2 separate regions of the Mus musculus genome follow, and region 2 is linked to region 1. A link is a contact called in public HiChIP or PLAC-seq data. All regions are on one chromosome and are shown on one strand. Each heading gives the region's core, a stretch centred on a gene start, on an enhancer-like site or on the middle of the called end of the contact. The rest is flanking DNA. Distances are from core to core; before and after follow the strand shown.

What was found. HiChIP or PLAC-seq counts read pairs in DNA pulled down with a chosen protein or histone mark.
Region 2: a contact with region 1 is called in an H3K27ac HiChIP or PLAC-seq map of regulatory T cell precursor, with 2.8 times the contacts expected there. The contact joins two enhancer-like sites. A contact is called at or near these places in 1 of 15 datasets of contacts at CTCF or cohesin (large pre-B cells), 11 of 484 Hi-C or Micro-C datasets (CD4 T cells, CD8 T cells, embryonic stem cells and 3 more), 2 of 115 datasets of contacts at active chromatin or transcription factors (CD8 T cells and regulatory T cell precursor) and 1 of 9 other capture datasets (embryonic stem cells).

Annotation. Positions count from the first base shown.
Region 1 is chr3:131,012,815-131,015,995 of GRCm38.p6, reverse strand. No RefSeq gene overlaps it. Among named protein-coding and RNA genes, the nearest start is that of Gm36603, 94 kb to the left of the region's middle. Within about 2 kb of position 1,440, at least 41 of the 459 cell types and tissues checked have an H3K27ac peak or open chromatin away from gene starts, as enhancers often do. A contact at or near this core is called in CD8 T cells, memory CD8 T cells, regulatory T cells and 1 more, where this site is marked.
Region 2 is chr3:131,206,816-131,210,319 of GRCm38.p6, reverse strand. All of the region lies in intron 11 of Lef1 (lymphoid enhancer binding factor 1), which reads right to left. Among named protein-coding and RNA genes, the nearest start is that of Hadh, 64 kb to the left of the region's middle. Within about 2 kb of position 2,224, at least 77 of the 459 cell types and tissues checked have an H3K27ac peak or open chromatin away from gene starts, as enhancers often do. A contact at or near this core is called in CD8 T cells, memory CD8 T cells, regulatory T cells and 1 more, where this site is marked.

The sequences.
Region 1 (3,181 bases), core at 191-2,690:
TCTCTGCAGAGATGGTGTAGATGTATTGTTAATATGAATTGAGCTGTCCGGGTACTACCCTCCCTGTTCGTTACCTAAGCTACCAGCAGGAGGGAAAGCCATGCCACTAACTCAGGAAACCGTGTCTTAACCACGAACAAATAAGACAAGCTATATTGCCTTCTATTCCATCTTAATTGCATCACATGTAGATTAATATCCACACTTTTCTCACTCCTAACATAAGCAGTAGGGAGTGCTTACAGCGGACATGTAACATTCCCTGTTCACTGTGAACTTCTACCCTTTTACATACGATGTAACTATTTGATTCTAGCCAAACTTTGATGAGGTGAGCATCATTCTTATTAATTTAGAAGCAAAGAAAACGAGGCTCAGAGAGCCATGGCCAGGCAGCCAGTGGTTCTAAGGTCTAGAAGCAAAGAAAACGAGGCTCAGAGAGCCATGGCCAGGCAGCCAGCGGTTCTAAGGTCTGACTTCAGAGTCTGTCTAAATGGTGAGCAGCCTGCCCCCCTCCTCTTCTGCAACAGTCTAGAAAGGAATCAGAGGGTCGCAGCTCACAGAACCATCTCCCATAAAATCACATAGCTTTGCTTGTCTGTCCATGGATCTTTGATACCAGCTAGCCTGTAAGAATCCAGGTTCCTTAGTCACAATATAGCTACCCTTTACTTCTTTTGTTTTGTTTTATATATATATTGGGAGGAGGGGGTCCAGACAGGGTTTCTCTGTGTAGCCCTGGCTGTCCTGGAACTCACTTTGTAGACCAGGCTGGCCTCGAACTCAGAAATCCGTCTGCCTCTGCCTCCTGAGTGCTGGGATTAAAGGTGTGCGCCACCACGCCCGGCTTGTTTTATATTTTTAATTTATTTTTATTTATATGAGTACCCTGTAGCTGTCTTCAGACACACCAGAAGAGGACATCAGGTCCCATTACAGATGGTTGTGAGCCACCATGCAGTTGCTGGGAGTTGAACCAGTGGGAGAGAACTGAGTGCTCTTAACCACTGAGCCATCTCTCCAGCCCCTTAGTCCTTTTGTTATCAGAACTATTTCCCAGTCGTCTCTGCCTGCTCCACCCAGTATCCCACCTCAGCTTCCTGAAGGAAAAAAGGACTTGGTTTAGGGACAAACAGGGGACAAGAAACAGACCTTGCCCAATCTCCCAAACCCATAAAACATTTTACCATGAGAGGAAGACAGAAATTTCTTGATCCTGACCAGTGAACAAAAGGTCACTGGATTCTCCCCGGAGAGGAATCTATACAGACTATGACAATGCTAGTTACAAATCACTTGGTCGCCCAGGGAACTGTGCTGGTGGGAACCCTGAACTCACGTACCTTAAGCAAATAAACAGATAAAGGGAAAAGCCACACCACAGCTCCAGCCAGCTGCCACACGATTATGAAACCTCTCCCGTCTTTAGTTAAATGTTGTAAGATAATTGATGGTTACATTTTTTTTCTTGTTTCTTGTGGTATTGTGGTCTTCCCCCTCAGAGGAGAGTCATCCTTTTAAGTGGGATCCAACAACCTTCCTCAAAGGCTGGAAGTCAAAACGGAGCCAACACTACTTTGAAATGGTATTTAATGTCAGGTTGGCAGCCTTAGGGAATATGAAGGTGTTTGCATTAGCGGCTTCCCCGCTTGGTTACATTGTTTGATTTTGTGTCAATGGCATGCCCGTTCGGGAGGTGTTTTATACGTGGTTAGCATAGGGGCTGCACACAGTATTTGCTCTAAGTAGGTTATTTTCTCTTTTTTCACCATAGTGAGGTAATTTAGGCCTCGGCATGGCTTTAAGATGCCATCTGGCACCCCAAGTGTCACACTTCCTGTTTGGTCTATGTTGTTGTGTGTGGTGTAAACATTAACACTGGCAGCTTTCGTGGTGTTGGCTTTGAAGTGACTTAGAGGAGAATTACTTCCACAGTCCGGTGCCTGTCTCCTTGCTTACAGAATCAGGTTAGGTGGCATATAGAAGGGTCTCAGGGGCATGCTATGACATAGAGCCACCATTTGACCAGCTCCCCTGAGGCCCTATCGAGACACAGCTGACTACTTTAGCAAGACACCCACGCTATCTCATGGATATTATTCCATCAGATGATACCGAAGAAGAAGGTAAACTTAAAAGAAAAATTTAGAGTCCACACAAGTGTAGGTTCTCTAGGACTTTCTAGGGAGATTTCCTGAGTGTGTAACTTTTGAGGCACATTCACAGGTCTCTCAAACACCAAGCACCTGTTTCCCTTCCTGCACCGGTGCCAGACTTCTCAGTGATCCTGTTTTGACACCATAAATGCCAAGATTTGTCCCAAAGTCCCCAAATGTCTTGCCCTATTTAGACTCTGCTGTGCTCTGGTCTATGCTTGGAATTTTCTTTTCTTTCGTATGAAATCGATTGCTTTTGTATCTTTAAAATTACGTTGTTTTTGCTCATTCTTTGAGAATTTTGCACAATATATCTATATCATATTCACCCCTCACTTATCCTCATAACAACTCCAAGATCGACCCCCATCCTCCTTGCTACCCTAACATCATGTCCCCTTGTATTAGTAACTCACCGAGTGAGGTTTGTGCAGCTCTTTCTGTGACCTTCGGTTCCACTTCCTTCTGTTGGTCAGGATCAGGTTGGTCTGTGAAGACTTTCCGACCCCCACAATCACATCACACCCCCTGCCTCCCTCTCTCCTCCTTGGTCCCTGAAGTGGCACTGAGGTGAGCTGTTCCGTGTTGGAGTTGAGTAGCCTTGGTTTTCCCCAGGGCCGTGAGGCTGGCGGAGGGAAAAGGCAGAACCAATTTAAGCAACTCACAGATCAAACCAAACTCAGAATTTCATTTCCATTAGCTCTGCCCGTAAATATTCTCCTAAGTTGATTTGCAATCCATCGACTTGGCCAGGTAGCTCACATTTTCCTATATTATAAATTACAATACCAATCACCCAGGAACAGTTGGGTCAATTTAAAAAGATTGATTTATTTAAATTTTCAAGTCTATGAGTTGTCTCCATGTGTGTATGTGCACCATGTGTGCCTGCACCTTAGAACAGGCCATTGGATCCCCTGGAATTGGAGTTCCAGGCAAAAACACTTAGACACATAAAATAAAATCAATACATCTTCTTAAAAAGCCAGTAAACAATAGCCAAAAATATTGAAAACAAACAAACA
Region 2 (3,504 bases), core at 975-3,474, 190 kb before region 1:
ATTCCTAGCCAAATGGATGGACCTGGAGGGCATCATCCTGAGTGAGGTAACACATTCACAAAGAAACTCACACAATATGTATTCACTGATAAGTGGATATTAGCCCCAAACCTAGGATACCCAAGATATAAGATATAATTTGCTAAACACATGAAACTCAAGGAGAATGAAGACTGAAGTGTGGACACTATGCCCCTCCTTAGATTTGGGAACAAAACACCCATGGAAGGAGTTACAGAGACGGAGTTTGGAGCTGAGATGAAAGGATGGACCATGTAGAGACTGCCATAGCCAGGGATCCACCCCATAATCAGCATCCAAACGCTGACACCATTGCATACACTAGCAAGATTTTATTGAAAGGACTCAGATGTAGCTGTCTCTTGTGAGACTATGCCGGGGCCCAGCAAACACAGAAGTGGATGCTCACAGTCAGCTAATGGATGGATCATAGGGCTCCCAATGGAGGAGCTAGAGAAAGTAGCCAAGGAGCTAAAGGGATCTGCAACCCTATAGGTGGAACAACATTATGAGCTAACCAGTACCCCGGAGCTCTTGACTCTAGCTGCATATATATCAAAAGATGGCCTAGTCGGCCATCACTGGAAAGAGAGGCCCATTGGACTTGCAAACTTTATATGCCCCAGTACAGGGGAATACCAGGGCCAAAAAGGGGGAGTGGGTGGGCAGGGGAGTGGGGGTGGGTGGATATGGGGGACTTTTGGTATAGCATTGGAAATGTAAATGAGTTAAATACCTAATAAAAAATGGAAAAAAAAAAAAAAAGAAAAAGAAAAAAAGAAGGAAAGAAGGAAAGAAGGAAGGAAGGAAGGAAAGGAAGGAAGGAAGGAAGGAAGGAAGAGAGAGAGAGAGAGAAAGAAAGAAAGAAAGAAAGAAAGAAAGGAAGGAAGGAAGGAAGGAAGGAAGGAAGGAAGGAAGAAAGAGAGAGAGAGAAAGAAAAAGAAAGATCGATCCTGAAAATTCAGGGGAACTCCTAGGAAAAAAACAAAGTGGAGGAGCTCCAGGCCAGAGGGTTGAGGTGGGAGGGTGGGTACCACTGAGCAGGCTGGGTGTGAACTGGAGTGTGAAGCCCCTGAATGTATGACTGTAAGATACCTATGAGGTTTCCCTGGAGGCAGAGCCTCTGCCCGCACCCTGCCCAGGCCTTGGTGGGTACACAGACTGGGCATTGCCCTCTCAGGACTGAAAGACGGCTGGGGTGATTTCACCTCTCTTTAGAGCGGTGCTTCTCAACCTTGCTGATGCTGTGGCCCTTGAATACAGTTCCCTCACACTGTGGTGACCCCCACCCATAAAATTATTTCCACCGCTACTTCCTAACTGTAGTTTTGCTCCTGTTGTGAATGGTAGCGTAAATATTTTTGGAGACAGAGGTTTGCCAAAGGGGCCGTGACCCACAGGTTGAGAACCGCGGCTCTACAAAGCGAGTAGGTTCTAATCAAGTGCTCCATCTGTCTGTCCTGGGCTTGCTTCTGAGGTGAGATCGGCTCAGGCAAGACAGGACCTTCCTACACCATGGGAGAAACCAAACCCACGTAATCAGTAGTAGTTCTGAGTACTTGTGGGCGCCAGAAAACCACTCTGGGGAGGGGAAGAGGCCTCGGAGGGGATCTGCACAGGAAGTGAAGAACCACACAGGCAATTGACTGTCACACAGAAGCAGTCTGGGCGGTGGCACGTTAGGGAAGGGAGACAAAAGGGTCCCTGTGGCAGCACCACGAGGCGGTGCAGATCAGAAGTTAGATGAATTAATTAGAGGCCCCGGTTTCTCTCCCTACTCTCTCACCCCATGCAGACCCAAGACCAGAGACTGTGAGACCTGGGTAGACCAGTCCTGGGGCTCTCTGCTGCAGCTCTTCCAGAAGGGACTACAGATGACTGTCACAGGGCCCTCCTCCATGGCAGAGTACTTTCTTGAGGTCTTGAGGGCCAAGAACCTTTTTTTGGGGGGTGGGGGTGGGGCGGGTTAGAGTCAGGGTTTCTCTGTGTAGCCCTGGCTGTTCTGAAACTCACTCTGTAGTCCAGGCTGACCTGCCTCTGCCTCCCAAGTGCTGGTATTAAAGGCGTGCATACTACTGCTGGCTGCCAAGAATCTTTTATTTTTATTGCAGCATTAGATTTCTTGGCAAGACTCCTTTGTCAAACACCCTCCAGTGGCACAGGTAGCACATGACAGTGGGGTCCCTCTCTGTCCCATTCGATGCAGCATCTCCAGGTCTTAATAAGCACTAGTGGCTGGCAAGCCCCGGTGCAGGAGTTCTTACAGCAAAGGAAGAAGAGAGGTGTGGAAAGCAAGCATTCTGTCATCACTAATTCACTGGACTCTTTCTGGATGGCCGCCTGGGTTCCTCTATGCTCTGCACATATCTCGTAACTCCCAGGTTTTCTCTGCACAAGACTGTGGTGGTGGTGGTGGTGGTGTGTGAGTGGTGACTTCAAAGACCATGTGGCCCATCCAGGAAACGAGAGAGAGAGAGAGAGAGAGAGAGAGAGAGAGAGAGAGAGAGAGAGAGAGAGAGGGGGGGGGGGGGCACGATACTAGTGGCTTTAAGCAGTAAGTGCAGCAAGCCAGGCTTCACCCAGCAGCTGGGGACTCGAGGACAATGGGGGGGGCAACAGCTGGGGGCTCGAGGACAATGGGGGACAGCGACTGGGGGCTCAAGGACAATGGGGGACAGCAGCCAGGGGCTCAAGAACAATGGGGGGAGCAGCAGCTGGGGGCTCTAGGGCAATGGGGGGCAGCAGCTGGGGGCTCAAGGAGAATTGGGGGACAGGGGAAGGTTTTGTTTTGTTGTAGTATATTCAAAGAAGACTCCTTAACCTTCAGGAAAAAAAAATTAGTGGCGAGAATCTCAAAGATTTCTGTGACTTATTAAAGAAACAGGCAGCTGAAGTGCATTTTAAGACAAAAAAATAAGCAGATTTTACATCAAACATTTTGTATCAAACTCAGCTTTTATATCAAATATATCAAGTATATAATATATACATACATACATATGAAATCATGATTACATATATAATCATGAAAGGTATTAAATCAAGTTCCAACTCTTAAGTACTGCAGTGCATTTCACACGAAATAGGTAGCTCTAAAACTGTTGAAGCAAAAGCTGCATTTAGTCCATGACTGAGAGCTGGCCCTGGGCACACTGTACTTCCGAGGGCCTTCTCCGTCATGGCTGGACATGCAAAGGTGGGGTAAACTATTCCTAAGCGATCAGCAATGAAAAGATCACATTTATAAAACAGGCGTGGTCTCCAGTGCCAGCAAACCACGGGTGGTGGTACATGCCGGTAATCCCAGCACTCAGATGGTGGAGGCAGGAGGATCAAAGTTCAAGGTCAACCTTGGCTACATAAGTGAGTTGGAGGTCTGCCTGTGCTACATGAGACCCTGTCTTAAAGAGATGAAACCAAGAAACGAACAGAAACAATACAAGGTGTGTATATGCAAGCTTCTTTCTAGGTTGTTCATCTATG